2 separate regions of the Mus musculus genome follow, and region 1 is linked to region 2. The links are chromatin contacts, called in public Hi-C maps. All regions are on one chromosome and are shown on one strand. Each heading gives the region's core, a stretch centred on a gene start, on an enhancer-like site or on the middle of the called end of the contact. The rest is flanking DNA. Distances are from core to core; before and after follow the strand shown. Region 1 overlaps Tgfbr3 (transforming growth factor, beta receptor III). Region 2 overlaps Tgfbr3 (transforming growth factor, beta receptor III).

Region 1 (4,102 bases), core at 371-2,870, 120 kb after region 2:
ACATGTTGGAGGTCCCCAGCATCATATAAATTGGCCATAAGGACACGCGTCAATAATTTCAGCACTCTAAAGCCAGAGGCACAAAGATCAGCAGTTCAAGGTCATCCTTAGCCGCTGACAAACTTGAGGGACAGAGAAGCAAGCTGGCATACATCGGCACAGGCAGGAACTATTTCTCCTCCATTCATTCGCCCTTACTGGGTTGCACAAAATGACACCAGCTAATGAACTTCTACACTTAAAAAGCCTTCCTACGGATTAGCACCCAGTCAGTAAAATGTTTGTCTTGCAAGCATGATGACCTGAGTTCAATCCCCAGACTGTCCCCAGAACCCACACTTTAAAAGCTGAGTGTGGCTCGGCTGTAATCTCACCAATGTCAAGTAAGAGTCAGGTCAGGGGTGGGGGGGCTGGAGAGATGGCTCAGTGGTTAAGAGCACTGACTGCTCATCCAGAGGTCCTGAGTTCAATTCCCAGCAACCACATGGTGGTGGCTCACAAACGTCTGTAATGGGGTCTGGTGCCCTCTTCTGGTGTGTCTGAAGAGAGCATTGGTGGTGTACTCATATTTATTAAATAAATAAATAAATCTTTAAAAAAATAAAAATAAAAAGAGTCAGATGGGTGCCCTGGGCTCACTTGGATTGCCAATCTACCTACTTGGTGAGTTCTGGGCCACTGAGAGACCTGTCTCAGCAAAAGGGCACCGAGCCTGAAAAGAGACACCTGGATTGTCCTCTGGCCTACATACACACATACATGCTCATACATGCATGCTCATGCACACACACACACACACACACACACACACTCACAACCCATAAAAACAGAAGAGGCACCCGCCCCTCTGCTTTCCTACCAGGTGCCCTGTGAGTCTACAAAATCCGTGGCTCTATTGTATTTTCTACTTTTGCAAAACTTTGGATATATATGAGACTAAGTGTATATATTTCTTCTTTTTCTTTCTCCCCCATCCCCCTCTTATGTTCTGAAAGAGAAAGGAGGGTGTTTGGCAAGAGTGATTCACTGTCAAAACTATCAAGGCTACACAAGCCGTCATGCTCACAGCTTTCCCATGGAGCCGCTCTCCGTGACGTGACATCAGTAAGAGCAGAACCCCTGTGTCAAGACCCCAGGCACAGTTCGACACCTTATCACAGCAAGTGTGCCTCCTCTCGCCCACCGCTTGATCCATTTTAACAGTAAGACTCATTTTTGCTGAGCACGCTGGCATAGATCTTGAATCCTTCTACTCAGAAGGCAGAGGTAGGTGGGTCTCTGTGTGTTCCAGGATAGCCTAGGCAACATAGAGGGACCCTATCTCAAAAAAATAAAAATAAAGAAAAGAAAGAGAAAGAAAAGATCCATTTTATTGCATACCCTGAAAGGCAAACAATTCTTCAACAGTGACACAAAGTGAAACTGCTGACAGAGAGCCACACAGACAGAGCGGGCAGTTCAAGTTCACATACTGGCATTTAAAACAACAACAGAAAGAAGGAAAGAAAAAAAGAATCAATAAAAAACATTAAGAACTTTCTTTCAAAATGTCTACAGTGGTTGGGGGTAGCATTCTGATCTCCAGTCTCACACATCTTTCTACCAACTGGCCTTCCCACAGTCTGTCTGCACAGTCCCTGTCTGCCTCCGGAAGCCTCCGTGGTCAGATGTTATCTTCCACCCACCACACAAAATGCAAAACGTAAAAATCTGGACCCGCTACACAACTTCGTGTAAATGAACTATGTATCTCCATATCTCATTTTATCTCCTACTAAATGGCACACTTCTCTCAGAGCTTTGATTACCAGAGCTTATGGAACTATTTTGTTCGAGTTTATATACGATATATACCAAAGGCTGGCTGGAGTACACGTTTAGGTCGGTGCTGTCCTTGTTGAGAACTGCCCGTTTCCAGAACTGATACAATGAATTGCTTTTATATAGCTCATTACAGAACAAGTGCACACAATGATAAAATAGAGCGAATTAACCTTCCAAATGTGTTAAATGATGATACCCCTAACACTCCCCCAAAGCGTTGCCCTTACATTCTGACAGCCTCTGGGAAACATAAGCGCGCTCTCTCTCTCTCTCTCTCTCTCTCTCTCTCTCGCGAGCGATCTCTCTCTCTCACTCTCTCTCTCTCTCTCTCTCTCTCTCTCGCTCTCTCTCTCTCCTTCAGTGCTGAAGCTGGCACTGACAGCCTACTTCTCAGACCCTCTCTCTGGGTCTTAAAGAATGCTTATTAATATGTCCGAAGCAGCTGAAACTAGACGCCTCCCTTCCCCAAATCTCACGATAAGGATGTTACCTCTATATCAAAAGATCTATTTATTTTATAAAAACATTCTTTTAAGAGAATAAAAAGACCCTTACAATTCTTATTTTGCTCTTAACTATGCCTGTAACAAAATTCAAATGGGGCTCTTTGTTATCTGCCTACCTCAACAGAGGTTAGCTGGGTCCCGTGTCATGACATTAGAATGTCTAGCCCCAGCTTAGTAAACTACAACACAGGAAAACATATTATGTATCAGTATGATAGTCAAATATTTTATTTACCTAAATAACATAAATATTCACATTTTACATAAGATAATATGGACTAAATATTTTTAGCCAAAGAGACTGAGGGGAGAAGGAAATAGGAATTCAAGAGAAGGTTAAGAGCCTCCCAATTGAGAAGGTGCATTACCTGCGGTGGCCAGGCAGGCGCTCATCAGGACAAACACAGGGACCATGTGGTGGGATGTCACTGCCATCTCTCCAACAGCCTTTGGTTCTTCAGCTGGATGGCAAGTGTGGCAAGTCGGGTGTAGCCTTAAGATCCTTCTCTGCAATGTTCAACTTGCCTAGAAAAATAAACAAATTTCAGTAAGAAAACAGTGTTGAAATTTCGCTAGTGAACACACATGTCATATGTAAAAAGTTAAATGGAGAATTTCTGAAAAGTATCGAAGAGAAACAATTTGTCCTGAAAAAGACCGGGGCAGCCCTCAGGCAAATTGGGGTGGACAGTGACTGTTAACAAAGACTCTTACAGAGAGTAGTTTTAAAAGTGACATGCTTATACTTCACATACTAAACATGAGGCAGGGTCTCACTATGTTTCCCAGGCTAGCCCAACATTCTTGGGTTCAAGTCCCTCCTGTTTCAACCTCCCTGAATGGCTAGCATCACAGGAATGTACCAACACACTCAAGTAGATCTTTGGTTCTGTGTGGAGTTTTTAGGACCGTGACAGACACGCCAGGCAGACACCTGTCATATCAGCAGTAACAATGTACACAGTCAGGGACACTGGACATGCAGTTCCAAGAGCCAGCAAGCAGAAATAGTTCTTAGAGACTGAGCCTCACCATGGCGAGGTTACCACTAAGATCAACTTCAATTGCACTGAGAGTCAATCTGCAGAGAGAAAAAAACAAAAAACAAACAAACAAACAAAAAACAACAAAAAACAAAAAAAGAACAGAAAGAACAAAACTCATATTTCAACTCTTCACCTCTTCACCAATATTAAAAAGGAGAAAGGGCTTTGCTGCCTCTCTGCCACATTGCAGAAAAACTCAGTCCTGGGCCATGTGATCCAGAAGCCTCTTTCTAACCATTTCTGGTTCCTGTCTAGAGCTCTGTCAAGGTTGTATTGCTGTTGCTTTACGTGTGTGTGTGTGTGTGTGTGTGTGTGTAGTGGGTCTCTGTGTGTCTGGATCTGTGTGTGTCTGGGTCTGTGTGTGAGTGTGGTTTGTTTGAGGCAAGGTCTCACTGTAGTCCTGGTAGGTCTGTACTCACTCTGTAGAACAGGCTGGCCACAAACTCACAGAGATCCACCTGCCTCTGACCCCTGAGTTCTGGAATTAAAGGTGTGGCCGTCATCTAGCTGAGATTTGTGACTGATATGTGTATCGGGGGAGGGGAGGTTGTTGCTTTGTTTGAGACAGTTGAAATATATATATGTATGTGTGAGAGAGAGAGACAGAGATGCAGAGGGAGAAAGAGAGACAGAGACAGAGAGAGGCACAGAGAGAGAGAGAGAGAGAGAGCGCGCACCCAGGTTTATAAGGTGCCACACATATAATACGCTATCAATCAAAAAATA
Region 2 (4,451 bases), core at 14-2,513:
GAACCTTTGCCTTAGCCTGTCAGCCTGCAAGGCCCCTCACAGAAGCTTTGGGAAGCTATGTTAGAGGTAAGCTGGTTACCATGAAAGGATCATGTGTAGTGCATATACATGTGTGTGAGCAGGGTGCACATATGTGTTTGTGGAGGTGGGAAGTCAACATCAGGTGTTTTCTTGAATCTTTATCTGCTTCTCTCACTGAACCAGGAGCTCACCAAGCCAGCTAGGCTGAATGGACAGCAACTGAGCTCACAGGGTTCTTTTGTCTTCCACACTCCAGCCCTGGGATTACAGCTTGCAGGATAAAGTCATTTACTGAGTGAGTACCAACCCCCATCCCATCCCATCCCATCCCATCCCATCCCATCCCATCCCATCCCATGCCACCCTCACTCCCCACCCCCTCCATATACACACAGAGCCCAGAGTTACTTTTCTGTCAGAGTATTACTCCTGGAAGTTGGATGCAAGCCAGATTCACCCAACATCACATATTTATCTCAACAGGGAAGTCTACAGCATGGGCTGGGGTCAGCTTGGTTTTCCTTCCTCCCTATGCACCTGGTTCCAGACTGTGACACTGACCCCCTAAAGAATATGCAGACATGAAAATGTTCATTGCTTCATGTTTACTAAGACTAGAAAGTACACTAACTCATGTCAGAACTTTCATAATGAGGTAACTGGAGTTCAGAGAGCTTTAAGAACTTGTCCAAGGCCATAATTTTTAAGTAATAGAGCCAAGACTCAAACCCAAGTCCACAATGTTCCCTAGGGCCATGTTTTAGCCATGACATTGACTGTCCAGCAGAAGAAACCAAGTATAGGCTGCAGAGTGAAAACTAACAGAGAGCTTAGAAAGTTCAAAGAGGCAGAACCTTTGCAAAAATAACACACACAACCACAGTTTAAGTTATTGCTGTTTAACAAGACCAAGAAATGAGCAACCAACTTACAATAACTTTCAAGTTTCCCTTGACGTCAAAAGACTTGATCACCCAGTTGACAGATTTTTTGCACTTCAAGATCAGGACGAGGTTTTTGACCACCTCAGGATCCTCTCGAGCAGGTCGTATGTCAATTATTATATCCACCTGGAAGGTGCTGTGTGTGAAAACCAAAGGCAAAGTCAAGACCGGAGCCAGAAGGCTGCCACTGCTCCAAGCCTCGTGTTTCCAGTGTCTGGCCAGTTGATTAAAATGCTGGCGTGGATCCCAGGCAAATGACATGTGCAAAACAGATTGCTGTTGCACGCTGAACAAAACGGGTTTACATAACAATAGGATCGCAGGCCTGATGCTAATTAGCTGTGTTTCTCCTCTAGAGAGGGGGAGGGAGGAAGGCTCCTCAATGCTTCCTCAGTTAAAGGGATTTGAACACCAAGGGAGTTTCCTTCTGAAGCAGAATTGTCTGTGTTCAAGGTTCTGTGCCTTCGCCCTTTGTTGTGGAACTTCTAAGTCCCTATATGCTGAAGCCCTTCAAAGCCTGATGTGGGTGGCTGAGGCTGGAGGAGGGAAGGGGTAGGAGGCATGCTAGCACATGCTCCAGGAAATGTCAGAATAAATAAAAGGCCAAAGGCCTCTTGACTTACGTAAGTTTTGATTACGGCATCAGTAACAGTTAAATAATCATATCTGCACTTACTTTCCCAAGCTTCTGTATATAAAGTTATTTAAATTAGTGGTCAAGCAAGCAATTGATACAAAATTGATGAGCACAATACAAACTTCTAAGAACTGAGCATGAGAGAAAATGGTTTTTACTAAATGAACGCTTTACTAAACGTTCCGAATTTGAGGGAAGGGTCTGTCGTGGTTTCAAGTGTGAGACACAATGATCAGAAAGCCTGGCTGAAGGTCTGCGCACTCTCCAGGTCCCTCCACAGAGTTCTGTACATGGCATGGAACAGATTCTCACCCAAACGATCTGTGGTCTATTCAATTTTGAAATGAAAACTCTATTACACGTCTCATTTCAAAAATCTCTCTACAGAAAAACTGGTAAAGTTTGAGTCACTGGCCCATATGAAATACAGGTCAGGGTAGAAAATTATTATTTTTCCCCTCCTTAAAAACAACAACAAAATCTAATTATTTTCATAGGGAGAATCAAACTTCCACAAGTGTCAGATTGTGATATCTATTTAATGGATCCTTGATTCATACCATGAAGATGCAGTACACACGCACATAGACATAGACACAGACACACACAGACACATAGACACACAGACACACAGACACACGGTGCATACGTACTCTGAGGATATTATACATATAACCGAATCAAAAGAGGCATATTAAAATGGTAACTGTGGTAGATAATAAGGCTACTCTGTAACTCTAATTACATCACTGTTTCAACAGTGATGATGTCCGTCAAAGGAGATAGCAAAGGAGAACCATTATCTTAAAAATTAAACCCAGAAGTTAAGAAGGGGCTTCAAGAACTCTCTGGCATATATATCTTTACAACCAGGTGATAATGCAAACCACGTCACCATGCTGAGTGCCGTCCTCCTCTTCTGTGATCCACGCCTGCCTGAAGCATGGCTGCTTCCCTCTCTCCAAATAAAGTGAGCTGCTCCCCGCTCTCACCCTCATATCAGGGGAGAACAGATCTTTACTTTCATCTCTTCTCAGGTTATAACACACACATACGCACACACACATGTACATACATGCAGACATGGGTGCACTTGAGTGCACAGGCGTGCTCACCTGTAAGGATTGGAGTTGGGGGAGATTAACTCAATGATATGCACTTCCTTCTCGTGGGGCTGACTGGCCAGGACACAACCTTCGGCGGCTTTGGGTTGAAGGTACTCCGCAAGGTAATTGAGCGAGAGAAAATTTTTCCCTATGTTACACGTGGGAGGGAACACTTGATCTGAAAGTAAAGACAGGGCACTGGGGTCAAATCGGGGAGTTTATGGGACCAGGAGGGAAGGAAAGAGGTGGTAGTGTGACCGAGGCTAAGTCTGAACCAGAAGCCACGAGCCCAAAGGGTCCTCATCTGTGGCCTCGGCTACTGCTCAGCCATGCCTTCTACCTTGGCTACCAGGGGCCTTCTGCTGGCCAGTGCTAGTGGCTTCTTCTTTGCCTACACCCACTCCTTTCTTGCCCCTGTTCATCTCCTCTGACCCCTGCTGTGTCCTACTCTTTTTCACTAGAGTGGTCCTCTGTCTTTGATCCAGGACAGAACCACCTCTTAGGACTCTGTCCCTCAGAATCTGATTCAGGGGATCATGTGGGACACGGACATCTTTCCTTTCTGAGGCTCTGTAGTTAATGTCAGCCAAGCCCAAGACTCCCAGCCCTGAGCTGGGGAGTGTAGATCCGTTGGTAACATGTTTGCCTAGCGTGCAATATGCCCTGGGGTCCATATTCAGTATCGTGTAAAAGGTTCTGCAGCGTACACCTGTAATCTCAGCACTCAGGAGGTGGAAGCGAGGAAAATTAGAAATTTACAAGCATCCTTAGCTACATAGCAAGTCTGAGGGCAGCCTGGACTACAGACCTTATCTCAAAAAACAAAACAGCAACAAAGATATACAGCTATGAGAAAAAAAAATGACATCATGGCATATACAGGGAAATGTATGCAGCTGGAAACCTATGTTAGGCTAAATAATCAAGACTCAGAATCTCAATCCTCCCTTTGTCTATTTTCTATAGATAACCTCACTCACTCCTGTGCGCCTAGACCACAGCTCCTCCCCTGGGCTGCAGACTTAAGACTGTCATCTGTCTACCAGAAGGTCCCGACCTAGCCAGTATTTTCATGAGCACTGGCAACATTGAATCCATTTTTAATCCTATAGGCTTCTCCTTGGGCACTTGCAGCTTTGATACAAGTAGCTATTGGTTCTCTGGCCCGCAGATCTTTTTCCCACTTTCACGGTGCTTTTATAAATACCACTGCCTGAGGACTGCTCACCACTTCCACAAGGGAAAAGATATCCCAGCCCCAAGACTCTGAAGACACTCCCCCGTGACACATGCTGTTTACAGAGCACTACACCTGATGGGATTTCCATCTTGTGGCTTAAATGTTTAAGCAGAACCCGAGTGAAGTTGCTGGCACAGTGACAACTGGGACCGGTGTCCAGGAAGTTTTAGGGGAAGCCAGATTTTCAGAAGGGGAATGAACCAGACCTGGCATTTTGGTGAGACAGGCTTGTGTCTTTTAAATTTTAACGACGGGGTGCTGGGGGTTCACCTCCACATGGAAGCCTCACCTAAAAACAGGGGATGAGCTTTTAAGATTCTAAGGCTGGGCTGACACTGCCCTCCCCAACCCTGCACAACTCACACTCTGGCACCGCAGCTCCAACCACTGCAATATCCCCAGAGCACCTCAGAGCAGGCGGCACTACAGTAGTTAATATGGCCCCTGCTTGTGTGATTGCTGCAAGAGAGCATTGGCTCAAGCACCCTGCATTCTTTTTTGCA

The links. Hi-C and Micro-C count contacts between places; a contact is called where the count stands out from the background.
Region 1: a contact with region 2 is called in a Hi-C map of CD4 T cells, with 1.8 times the contacts expected there. The contact joins two enhancer-like sites. A contact is called at or near these places in 6 of 484 Hi-C or Micro-C datasets (CD4 T cells, the HPC-7 cell line, dorsal root ganglion neurons and 2 more), 5 of 115 datasets of contacts at active chromatin or transcription factors (CD8 T cells, T-cell acute lymphoblastic leukemia, embryonic stem cells and 2 more) and 2 of 9 other capture datasets (adipose tissue and liver).

The regions. Positions count from the first base shown.
Region 1 is chr5:107,263,496-107,267,597 of GRCm38.p6, forward strand. It overlaps Tgfbr3 (transforming growth factor, beta receptor III), which reads right to left. Exons shown (of 17, transcript NM_011578.4): 2 at 2,699-2,855. The coding sequence starts at 2,765. Among named protein-coding and RNA genes, the nearest start is that of Tgfbr3, 24 kb to the right of the region's middle. Within about 2 kb of position 1,621, at least 34 of the 459 cell types and tissues checked have an H3K27ac peak or open chromatin away from gene starts, as enhancers often do.
Region 2 is chr5:107,147,073-107,151,523 of GRCm38.p6, forward strand. Tgfbr3 (transforming growth factor, beta receptor III) reads right to left here. Exons shown (of 17, transcript NM_011578.4): 6 at 2,718-2,886; 7 at 954-1,101. Among named protein-coding and RNA genes, the nearest start is that of Gm42146, 55 kb to the left of the region's middle. Within about 2 kb of position 1,264, at least 54 of the 459 cell types and tissues checked have an H3K27ac peak or open chromatin away from gene starts, as enhancers often do.